Regions from separate parts of the Zea mays genome. Here region 1 is linked to region 2. The links are chromatin contacts, called in public Hi-C maps. All regions are on one chromosome and are shown on one strand. The core of a region is the stretch at or near the end of the contact, and the rest is flanking DNA. Distances in the headings are between cores, read along the strand shown.

Region 1 (6,123 bases), core at 1,511-4,010, 670 kb before region 2:
CGATGTCCACGTCACTCTTCGGTTTCCAGCCGTTCGATCCTTTCCCAATGTATACGCACTCTTCAGTTTCCAGTCGTTCGATCCTTTCCCAACGGATACGCGACCGCTCCTCGGGTGGCCGACGATGCTTCCAGACCAGAGTTTAGACGCCGCCGCCAGGAGCCCCCTCCGGCCCTCCCCCCTCAAACGCCGCCGCGAAGCCCGCGTGGCCGCCAGATCCCCTCACCCCCGGCCGCGGACACGTCGCCACCTTGCCGCGCGACATCGCCTTGCGAATGTCCACGCCACGACGTAGCTTGCTTCGCCCGCGCGCCGACCTAGCAGAGTTACAGTGCCTCTCTGCACCCACCACGTTGTGCGTTCTGCGTTGCGTGAGCGTCTTGCCACAGCTTGCGTCGCCAGTGCCGCAGCCACGACGATGGTCGCGTCTCGCCCAGAGTTATGAAAAAGGCCTGATTTTCAATCGCTTCTTTGTAAGATGCTAGATGCAGTGTCTTGGTTAGCTTCACTGCATGGCATCTTTCACTACCCAGTGGATTCTTTTCGAGAGCCAATACCTGCAATGCCTTCTCAAACACCACTGATGATACTGAACCACTCTCACAGTTTGAATGTCCGCTTAAGGTTTCTAATGACTTAGGATAACACTTGCTTTTATAGTGTCGCTGCTGAACTGTGCCAACAGAATCTATACAATTTGTTCGGCCAGAATGGTCTTGCAAGGTGATTCTGCTTGCTGTCTAATACTGCAAATTCACTGTCACATTCTTCACTGCTTATATATGCTAAGAATTATTCTACTACTGCTTATATGTTAAGAATCGTCACGTTCATTGAACCAACTTGGAAGTTACAGATTGTGCTACTGCATCATTCCATGATCCTATTCCATAGCTCTTCACTGCTTCAAAGTACTATCGAATATTTGATAGTAAAAAATTAGCAGACTGCAAACGTTGAGAACATGCTATCATTTAGTCAATGTGAAAAGGCACTGAACTTTTTCTATACCCTTTTCTTCTAAGTTTCTTTTCCATGGTTACACATGTTAAGAATCGTCATGTGTTTGCTAGAATAATTCGTTGTTGCAACCTGTGAATATTCTCGATCCGTCCCTTTGGGGACCGCTGTGTATGCTACGCAGGATTAGACCTAGAAGTCTAGGTTACCTTAGCTTACCTTTCTCAGACAATTGCATTGCTCCTGTCTGAGGCTGACTGAGCATCCTTCATTATATTATGGCCTTCACGGTAGATCTTGCTTCACGCCGTGTTCATAATTGTGATTTTGCTGAAATGACCTTGACCGGGAACTGCTAAAAATCTATTATTGTAGAGGTCATAATTGTGCCTCTATTTGATGGCATTCTTGGAGCCTCGATCCCCAAACACATTTGGGTTGGAGCCATCATATCTTTGTTCTGAATTGGCCTGTTGGGACGTGGCCTGTCTCCTCCCACTCCCAGTGTAAGTAACAATTTTGTTTGCTTAAGACATTCACGTCCGACTCTCATCTGTTGAAACATAGTATAACTTAAACCTAACACTTTGTTTTACGTTAACATGAAATCTTCCTATAATTCATATGTCGTCATGACATGCATGCCACTTCGTTTGCTTGCTCAATAGCTTCTAATCTAAGCGCTAGGAGGATGTACGATAGATCAATTGGTTTTTAAAGCTGTGAACAGATTACTTTCCACTTTCGATCATGTTTATAAATATGTACCTAACTAGATAGTTATCTATATTTTGCTACGATTTTTATATATCATATAAATAGGTATTGAGATATTTATTCAATTATAATTATTGTTTATTTGTAAACACTAAGGTACGTGTGGTTTGGTGGTTAGTCCTAAATTTCTGAAGCAGTGTGTGGATTTGGGTGCTAAGCAGACGCAGTAGCTGTTTGTGCGGGCGCTGAAGGTCTATAGGGCAGTAGCTGAGAGAGCGATGTACGCGTGGGACAGGCCCAGAGTGTCAGTATGGAGGGTGAAATTGTGATAGCATGATACGCTCACATTAAATTTTTAATAGAGTAGTATAGATAAGACATCAATAATATCGAGTCTAGTGCTTCCAGTAATTAGAGAAAGCCTTAATCGGTCAGTGCATCAGGTCAAACCTTCCCACGCGTTTCATTCCCACCTCCGATCCAACACTGTCGACGACTCGCGCAGGGCGCGAGTAACTTACTAGTCCGATTCTAAATGTGAGAAAGCTGAGCCCACGATTGTAAAAAAACCGGAATTTATTTTATTGAAACAACTGTCAACTAGATTCTATAAATGCATTGACAGACTGACAGTTTGTAACATAGATGACATAAATATAAATATCTGAGATCCTGAATTTAACTTGAGAAATTTATAGATTTTTAAAAATCGATTATGCTGTTATATCTATTTAGTTGAGATTCTAGACTTTTTTTTACAACATATTTGGTTCAGCCGAACCAAACACACCTATCTGCGAACCGTACTGATCGTGTCGACGTTGTCCTTGTCCTTGTCCATGTCCGTCTCCGCGCCCGTTCCGAAAGCCACTCGTTTCGGCAATTGTCGACGTGCACGATCAAAGTGCGTACACAAACACCAAGCACCAGCGCTCACCAATGAACCGGCAGACACTGCAAGCAGCGTGCAAACGCGTGTTCATCGCGTGGCGTCCCTCTCCCTCCGTTACGTGGTACCTGCCGATAACTGCGCTCCAAAGCTAGAAATCGCCATATGACCCCGACAGACTTGTTCGCAAGCGTGGCGGGCTGCTAACTGAACACGTTCTCGTTCGCCTCGGATTAATTTAACCCCACCCCCGCTCCCGCTTCCACTTCCGCTTTGATGAGTGGAAGTCTAGCACTTTAATCCCAGATTTGGCTCGCCGTTCCAGATCTCCGTTGGCGTTTGTCCCCTTCAGGCCTCCTTTGGCAGCCCCGCCAGAGGAACCCTAGGGGAGCCAACACCAGGGAGGCAAATCCTTGCCATGCAAATTCCCCGGGTGGACACCGCCCCGCGGTGCTGCCGTGCCCTACTGCTGTTTGGAGCTACGGGGGTGTCATGCGCCTGCCCGCTTCAACTGCCATGGAAGTAGCCGATCCTGCCATGGAGCTCGGTGTCCGTGGCTGACCACCAGCTACTAGCCCGAACAGTGAGCCTGATGCCATACTACTCCCTTCAATTGAGCCAGTCGGCTGCTTTCATACATATACAACAAGTACAAATACAAAGTACTATGGATCAGCTGCTGCCATGTAGTCGCTGCCAAGGATCATCTGCCACCAGTTGCTAGAAGTGTGATCATCATCAAATCACAAGTAAAATAGAAAATTTAAAAATCAGCAAAATCAAACAGTTCCAGTAAAACAAAGCCCTCAAAATATGCACACAAACAAGTTTCTACCATGGATTTGCTTGGTTTTTTTATTCATGCCACTAAAATAAACAAATTTCTTCGATCACAGAAATAGCTCTTAAGAAATGAGCGACAAACTCAACATATGTTTGACAAACTCATAACCAAAAAAATAGTTCTTGGCATGCCCAAAACGTTAACACAACAATGACTTTGCTCATCATGATTTTCCTTCGACCAACTTGTGTTTAGTGCTCAAGAGTTCCATCCCTTGTCTCCCTGCAACAACAACAACAACAGAAATATGAAAGTGTTCTATGTGTAGATCAGACCATGCAAATAGGACATGAAAAAGATAATATGAAAGTGAAATTGAGCCGAAGAGCAAAATTTAGCAGACTGGGGAGACAGCAGCCACAAATTTCAATCTACCAAATCATATTCTAGAACTCTAACGAGTTGTAAGCCATAATTCAACTTATCTTAAGTAAACTACTCTCCACCACCTAGACATTTCCATGAAGAAATCATGTTATCATTCTTTTGTGCCAGAGATAGCTTAACAAAATGTATTGGAGATGCATTCATGATAGTATTCTCTTCATCTGTTTCAACCAAAATGCATAAACACCAGCTCTGAACCAGTTTTCTATAGAAGATATATATATATATATAGAGAGAGAGAGAGATAGAGAGAGAGAGAGATTTGATTTCAGAGGGAGGCCATAAACACCAGCTCTGAACCAGTTTTCTATAGAAGATACATATAAATCAAGAACAGAACTGAGGAACCATGAACACTTCATTGTTTTCATGATCTTCAGAAAAGTACAAAATGCAATGACAATGAACGATGTCAAGCTGCATCATAGAAAAGGGCTCTCCAAATGTCAATTCATGCTGTCTGACATGATTTCAAGATACAAATTCACAGACATCTAAGTGATTGTTTTGCTTGAACACTAGTACAAAAAGGAATACTCATGGCCAACATCACACTTCAGTTCACGACCGAATTCTGGATCGCTCACCAGCTTCTGTTCTCTGCAAAATAAAAGAACAAATAATTGACCTCTTTGTGTACTTTTTCCCCTAAATTCAAAGCCTTTTTGAGTCACTGAGATATTGATAATGTACACTGATGCTCAGCTCAACTAGAAACACTGAGATAATAATAAAATAATAATAAATTTGAGATAGCTCTAGACATCCTATGAAATATGCTTCGAATGTAGGTGCAGATCGACGTCCACACCAAGAGCCTAGAATCTCAATTTTGCAGTGGAACTGGAAGAGAAACCTGCTCCCAATTCCATGCTGAGGTACACTAGCTAGCTACCACACCAACTAGGGACAGGTCGTGCAGAGCGTGGTCTGGTTACGGCCAGGCGGCCAGCTGCCAGCACCACCCCCTTGTGCGAGCGCGTAGGCGTACCTTCGCGAGATGCGGATGGGGGAGCTGAGGAGGTCGTCATGCGTGAGTTGAGGAGATAGGAGACTGTTCTGGATCTGGGGCAAGTTGTGCGGTCCTACCGCCTGTGGTAGCGGTGCGCTTTGCGCGAGGCAGAGGAGGGAGTGAGGAAGAGCGGGGGTGGCGGGCGACGGTGGGTGCGCGAGTGCGAGGGAGAGGTGGAGGCGGTGGGTGGCGGTACCGTGCGCGAGGGAGAGGAGGCTTCACGAGCGAGAGGAGGAGGCGACGGCTTGCACGGGAGGGGACGCGGGGAAGCCCTTCCCGACCCTGGGAGGCCGGGGACCAAAGCACTGTCCTCCCCCGCGGATCAGATCGGGGAGCGTGGGTCACCAAACAACTTTTTATTTTTCCCTGGGACGATTCGGCCTGTGGATTTCAGACCCAGGGAATCGACCTGGATACTCCCGGGATCCCGGGCAACCAAAGGAGCCCTCAAGGTGGAGCGATGACGGAAGTGGAGGCGCCGCTCATCACCGAGGTGGAGGGGGTGGAGGGCCGTGGCTTCTGCGGTTCCGCGTCCACCGGAGGGGGCAGCTCTGGTCTCGGCAGCGGCGTGCGGGGCACGAGGCAGTACCACCGCCGCTCGGACGCGCTCGCCTACGGCGACCGCTACCAGAAGGCGGCAGCACTCGTCGACCTCGTCGGTTCCCTCTCCGCCTCTCACTGCTCTCCCACTCCCCGCTTTGCTTCGTTAAGTGAAATGCTGTGATGCTTCTCTGTAGCTGAGATTTGAGGTGCTGGACTGTTGGTAGCCTGTTGACGTGGGTGAGGTAGCGTGGACGAATGGTGTTTGGTAAATTTCCTGTTCGACAGTTGCGTGCTTACGTGGTGAGATGCAACGATGAGCTCTGGGTTGTGGGTTGTTGCACCAAATTTCCTTCAGAGTTTTTGCGCTGTTTGGAACGTCGAGATGAAGCTGAGGTACCGCTTCATGTGCTGTTTATGCTAGTTTCGGGTGGTCTGGAGTGTTGCGTCCTCTGGGGATACTTAACTGTTTGTGCATATATGGAGCAGCATTTACGTTCCAGTGCTTGTGGAGTTCACTGTTGACCTGAGTGTGTGGTTGCCATATGTTTGATGCTTGTTTCAAGATGATGCACAACTGTGCTGTGTTGTAGGATTTGGGGTAGTTTTGCATTGTGATGTTGTAGGTCGCTAGTGATTTCACAGATACGGTGTCAAGAAATATTTACATCTGACACAGCTTTTTTTACTTTACAAGAATTGACATTTTTACTACTTACTACAGAACAAGGTTATTCCTGAGAGCTGGGCTGTAGTTACTGGAGAGCAGGGCTA
Region 2 (5,941 bases), core at 2,552-5,051:
CCTATCTATAGCTTCTATAGCTTATAGCTGGAATGACCTATATGACCGGAACCACCTAAACATCTATATGACCGGAACGGAACCTCAACCTATATGTATATGATCGGAACCTAAACAACCTACTGGACTTGCTTTGCTACTTGAGCCTAAGCTATATGATCTGAACCAACCCTATCGGGACTAGATCCTGTCTACGGACTTGATCCTGTCATCAAGACCTAAAGGAAAAGTTACGCACGTGATAGTTCCTAAGCAGCAGCGTTATCGGTTAACAACTGGGTACCGTTTGGTTCACAAAATGTAACATAAATGGTAATGGTAACGGTAACGATTTACATTTGAATACTGGTGGTAACAAATTTGAATAAGGTGATATCTATTTGTAGTGTGGTATTGATTACGGTTGGATTTAAATAAACATGATTTAACGTTACCGGTTACCCATTACGTTATCAATATATGAACCAAACGGCACCCTGGAGTCAGACGGGATCACAAATACATAGACTGTTATCAGATTACAGTGTATTTGATTCCAGGTTGAGCTGCTCAAACCAAACATCTGTATTGATATCTATTCCCCTTTGTAATCTGATTAAGCCGGACCAAACGCCTCCTAGGAACTGCTCCCTCCCGAGGGGCTAAACTCGCCCTAAAAGAATGTCAAAGAATGTCATGTCATCCTGTATTGGAATAAAAAAACTCATCAAATTTTATCTCTAATTAGGTTTTTTATTTTTTCGACCACGCACCATTATAGTACGAAGAGAAAAGAGGGGTTAGGAGACCTAGTACAACACACCCATACCTACACCAACCTCCCCATCCACCATGGACTACACAGATAGGTCATGTGTCACACCTAAATTTAAAGATAAATCTAGATGTATCTTATATATGTGTTAGAATCAAGTTTCAAATATATGACGATATAGTGTATATAGAAATCACTGTCACAAACTTTATTACATCAAATGTCTTAAAAAAAATAACCGAATAAAACAAACTGAACTAAGATATCTTCTTCACTAACGCGATTGACTGGAAGCCGACGATCTAGATCATATCGAACTCATCGTAGTAGTCCTCTGGCGGTACCTACTCTTGACCTCGGTATAGTTCATAGCAAGTGTGAGCTCCCTTACGATCATAGCTCAGTAAATGTGTATGAACAAAATGTAGTGTAAGGCTTATCAACGAATATGACGAGGCCGAGCACTAGCTTTTAATTAAATTGGTCAGAATTCTATTAGAAATTACTAAGTATAAGTTGTGGGAAACCCTAACCCATGGATTAGGGTTGGGTGTTGTATTAATATACTTGAGTTAACTGAGCCAGACCCATTACACAGAGGTGAGAGGGTAATCACACGGGGAAAGCACCAAACCCTAAATGGGTATTCTAACACCCCCACAGTCGCAATTGTATCATGTGCAGATGTTGAGACTGGATCGAAAGTTTAAAAATACACTCGACAGTAACCCCTTGATGAAGATCTCGGCGAACTGCAGTGTGGTGGGAACACTGAGAACCCGAACGCCAGCTGCAGCGACACGCTCGCGGACGAAGTGTAGGTCGATCTCCACATGCTTCATGTGCTGACGCTGCACGAGATTGGTGGAGAGGTAGACTGCGCTGACGTTGTCGCAGTAGACGAGGGTGGCGTGCTGAAGGGGACTGTGGAGCTCGTGGAATAACTGGCGTAGCCAGGAGGCATCCGCCACGCCGCTGGCCACATCATAGTACTCGGCCTCTGCGGTGTAATGGGAGACGACAGGCTGTCGCTTGGCGGCCTAGGAGACGAGGTTGGTGCCTAGGAATACGGTATAATCGAAAGTGGACCGACGTGTGTCGGGACAACCAACCCAATTAGTGTTGGTGTAGACCACGAGCTTCGACGTCGGGATGGTCGGAGTAGGAGGCCATAGTCGAGGGAACTGTGGAGGTAGCGCATGATCCACTTGAGAGCGGTGAGATGGGGCTCCCGCGGCGCGTGCATATGCAGGCACACCTGCTGGACGGCATAGGCGATGTCAGATCTGCAAAAGGTGAGGTACTGGAGCGCGCCGGTTAGGCTCCGGTAGGACGTCGCGTCGGTGACCGGGGGCCGTCGTACTCAGAGAGCTTTGCCTGAGTATCGACAGGTGTGGAGTAGGGCTTGCAGTCGGACATGTCAGCCTGCTCCAGGGTGTCGATGTTGTACTGGCGCCGGTGAAGAAAGAGACCCTGCGGCCGCGTTCGATAGTAATGTCTAAGAAGTGGTGGAGGGGCCCTAGGTTCTTCATCACAAACTCCCGCTGGAGGGCGATGATCGTGTGCTGTAGGAGATTGGCGGTGGATGTTGTGAGCACATGTCGTCGACGTTCTAGCCAAGCACGCTCGTGTTCTAGACGACCGAGCCGCTCCCCCGCTCGCGTCCCCCAGCCGACTGAGTGAGCCGCCTCCCATACGCGTGCTACCGCGAGTCGAGCATGACTGAAAAATATGAGAAAACATGGAGCATGACTGAAAAACAAAAATAACTTAATATTTTCCCGAAAAATAAGATTTTCCCTAAAAATGACTTATGTTTTATTGGACGAAGAGAGGCGAGCTGTGTGGGGCATGAAAGGGAGTCGAGCGGGACGTGAAGGGAGCCGCACGGGGGAAGGTGGCTCGGTCGAACATGCGCGCTCGTCGGTCCTAGCTGATTTTCGCTCGAGACTGTCGGTAAAGGAGGAAGCGGTGTGGGCACCGTAGGGCACGAGCTGTTGTAGAAGAATCATGTTTTCGGTCTATCCGCTCCAGATCTTATACTAGGGCCGCTCCGGATAGAGATGAATCTGAATACTTATTCGGATATTAAATTTTTGGTCTTCTTTCTTTAATTCTTAACAAATAGGGTATAGAATTTGTTATGTAAATTTATATTTTTATTCTCAATATTGAGTTTAATGTGATTCATAAAAAAAATCTCCAATTCATTTTATTTCCTTTTAAATAATTAATATAAAATTTTGGATACAGATACTTGTAGGGAGAAAATAATGCAAACAAAATTATAAAAAAACATTATTTTTGTCTATAACAATATGATAACAACATGGCTAAAGGTTAACACCAAATTATATATACATCGATATTAAAACATTAAATTTGTTATACAATTTGGATGTTTTAGGAGCATCCTAGCTCCGGGTGCCATGGAAAAAGCCACGGCGGACAGCCGGCACACGAGAAAAAACCGTAACGGCGCGGTAAAAAAAACGCCACGGCGAGCAGATGGGGCTTGACCGCTGAACAGCCCCGAAAAAACAGGGATATCGTCATTCCGTCAACCAAGCATTATCAGCAAAAAAAAAAAAACCGGTTGACGCTACGGGATAAAGAACCATCTCTTTCGGCACGGGCGGCTGTTTCGGCACGGCGCGAGCCGCGTAACTTCCCCGCCCCGCACCCGCACGTCCGTCCCGTCCCACTCCACCCACCTATCCCGCGCCGTGCCGCCCGGCCGGCCAACCGAAGTACTGAACCACGCCGAGGCCGCCGATCTCGCTCTCCGACTCCAATTCCGCTCCGTCCCCAGCGCCAGCAGGTAATCCCTCGCCGGCTCGGTGTCCCGGTCAAACCCGCCCGGCCCCAAACGACGAGCTGATCCAACGGCGGCTGCTCCCCCACGCACCAAACTCCATGGATCTGCGCCGCTCGTCCACGTGCCGTGTCGCGGACTCGCGGTCGCCACGGTCCACGGGCCGGCGCTCCTCCCCTCGCCGCCCGCCCCTCCCCCTTCTTTTAATCCCCACCCCGCCTCGTCTCCTCCACCGCCGCCCCCACATCTATCCACCCGCCCGCCCGTCCGTCCGTTCGTTCGTCTCCACGCGCAAACGAGAGAGAGAGAAGGCTAGGTCGTCGTCGTCGTGAGGCGGAGAGATCTGGGAGGAGGAGGAGCGATGGACGGGAAGCTACCCCCGCCGAACCCGAACCTGCCGTACCGGGAGGACTGCTGGAGCGAGGGCGAGACGGCGGCGCTCGTCGACGCCTGGGGCTCGCGCTACCTCGACCTCAACCGCGGGAGCCTCCGCCAGCCGCAGTGGCGGGAGGTCGCCGACGCCGTCAACTCCCGCCCGGGGGCCTCCGCGCGCGGCCGCCCGCCGCGCACCGACATCCAGTGCAAGAACCGCGTCGACACGCTCAAGAAGAAGTACAAGGCCGAGCGCGCGCGTGGCGGGCCGTCGCCGTGGTCCTTCTACGGCCAGCTCGACATCCTCGTCGGGCCCACGCTCAACGGCACCAAGAAACCGTCCCCGCCGCGCGCCGCGCTGCCCGTGTTCCGGAGGCGCCAGACGCCGCCGCGCTCCCCGTCGCCGCAATCGCCGCCGCCGCTTCCCGTGGCCCTCCCGCTGCACAATTACCGCCGTGGCTCCGACCTCCCTTCCGCAAACTTCATCCATAAGGCCGCCGCGGCGGCCGCCGCCGCCGCCGCCGCCGCGGAGTCCGACTCGGAAGATGGCTACAACAACAACGAGTACGACGATGACGAAGGCTCTCAGCAGTCGCCGTCACGTTCTGTATCTTCTCGCTCCGGTGGTGCTCCTGCTGTTGGCACCAAGAGGAAGAGGCGCAGCGGGAGCGGTGGATTCGGGGAGCTAGCGAGGGCAATCGAGACCTTCGCGGATATGTACGAGCGCATGGAAGCAGCCAAGCAGCGACACGCAGAGGAGATGGAGAGGCAGCGAATCAAGTTCCTCAAGGATCTGGAGCTGAAGCGGATGCGGTCTTTTGTGGACATGCAGCTGCAGCTTTCGAGGGCAAAGCACGCCAGGAAGGGTGATGCTTCCTCGGAGATGCTCATGTCTCTCGCTGCACTGCCCTTCCTCAGCAGCTCTGCTTATCTTTAAGGGCCTGTTCAGTTAGGGATGGATTCTCCAATCCCCTCAATCCACCCCTAGCCTTAAATTGGAAGAGTTTGGTAAAGGAATATTTTGACCTTCAATTAGGAATTTAGGATACAGTGAGTTGGTTGCTGTGCTAGACTTGTTCGTGGATTGTTTGTGTTTCCTAAGATACTGTAATTTTTCATACGAACCACGGAGGTATTGCAGGTCTTCAAAATTTAAATGTACCTTGCAATGCATTATGCCCAAGTTTTTTCTTAGATGGAATGAAATTTACTGGTTTACAACACTTACTGTCAGTGTAATACGAATCTCATCTCAACTACCTTTGTTGTGTATCACTTACAATCTTTTTGGGCACTTTCTGTTTATACATGATATTGGTTTGCAAGTTTGCATGATGAGAACCCTATGCTTTATTTATGATACCACAATATTTTGTGACTGTTCTGTTATTTCATTGTCAGTTTGTCACCAGCCTTTCTAGTTGGGGAAGGGAACTATAGTTTTCTTAAGGTTTGTTTGGGAGTAAGGGCAATAGAGGGGATTGAAGGGGCTATAATCCTCCACTATTCAATTTTAAATAGTGAGGGATTCTAGCCCCATCAATACTCTTCATTACACTTGTTCCCAAACAAGCCCTTAGTGTATGTGACCCTCTGCTATAATGTTACATCAAGTTTTGTGTTCCCATTCTCTCATTTGAGATGCTTGGTTGTCATAGATGATATAGGGTAATTTGTCTGCCTTTCTAGTAGCTGGGGACGGGATGTCAAATATATTTTTTTGGATAGTGTATGTGAGCATCTACTACGTCGTCTGTGTGTTTGGTGTACATGACTGGTTTGTTAGATTTTTGGTTCTGGTTTTAGCTTCTCTTTTGAGATGAACTATTGCTGAAAATTTTCTGGTACTATCTTTAAAAACTTACTGGAACTAGGATTTGAAGGTGTGTGTGTGGGTGGGTGGGGTAAGTTAATTCAGAGATAAATTACTAACATGCAAAAGTTTTTTCCTCAACTTCATGAGCTTTTGTAGAAAAATTGGGTGATGAGGGGGCCATGGA

Evidence for each region. A called contact is a pair of places that touch in the nucleus more often than the background predicts.
Region 1: a Hi-C map of tassel shows a contact between it and region 2, with 2.8 times the contacts expected there. The contact joins the promoter of LOC778433 here to the promoter of LOC100282650 in region 2. A contact is called at or near these places in 2 of 25 Hi-C or Micro-C datasets (ear and tassel).

Annotation. Positions count from the first base shown.
Region 1 is chr8:154,741,338-154,747,460 of Zm-B73-REFERENCE-NAM-5.0, reverse strand. LOC778433 reads left to right here and starts at 2,760. Exons shown (of 23, transcript XM_020542696.3): 1 at 2,760-3,149.
Region 2 is chr8:154,073,939-154,079,879 of Zm-B73-REFERENCE-NAM-5.0, reverse strand. It overlaps LOC100282650 (6b-interacting protein 1), which reads left to right and starts at 3,801. Exons shown (of 1, transcript NM_001155558.2): 1 at 3,801-5,164. The coding sequence starts at 3,931. The coding sequence ends at 4,878.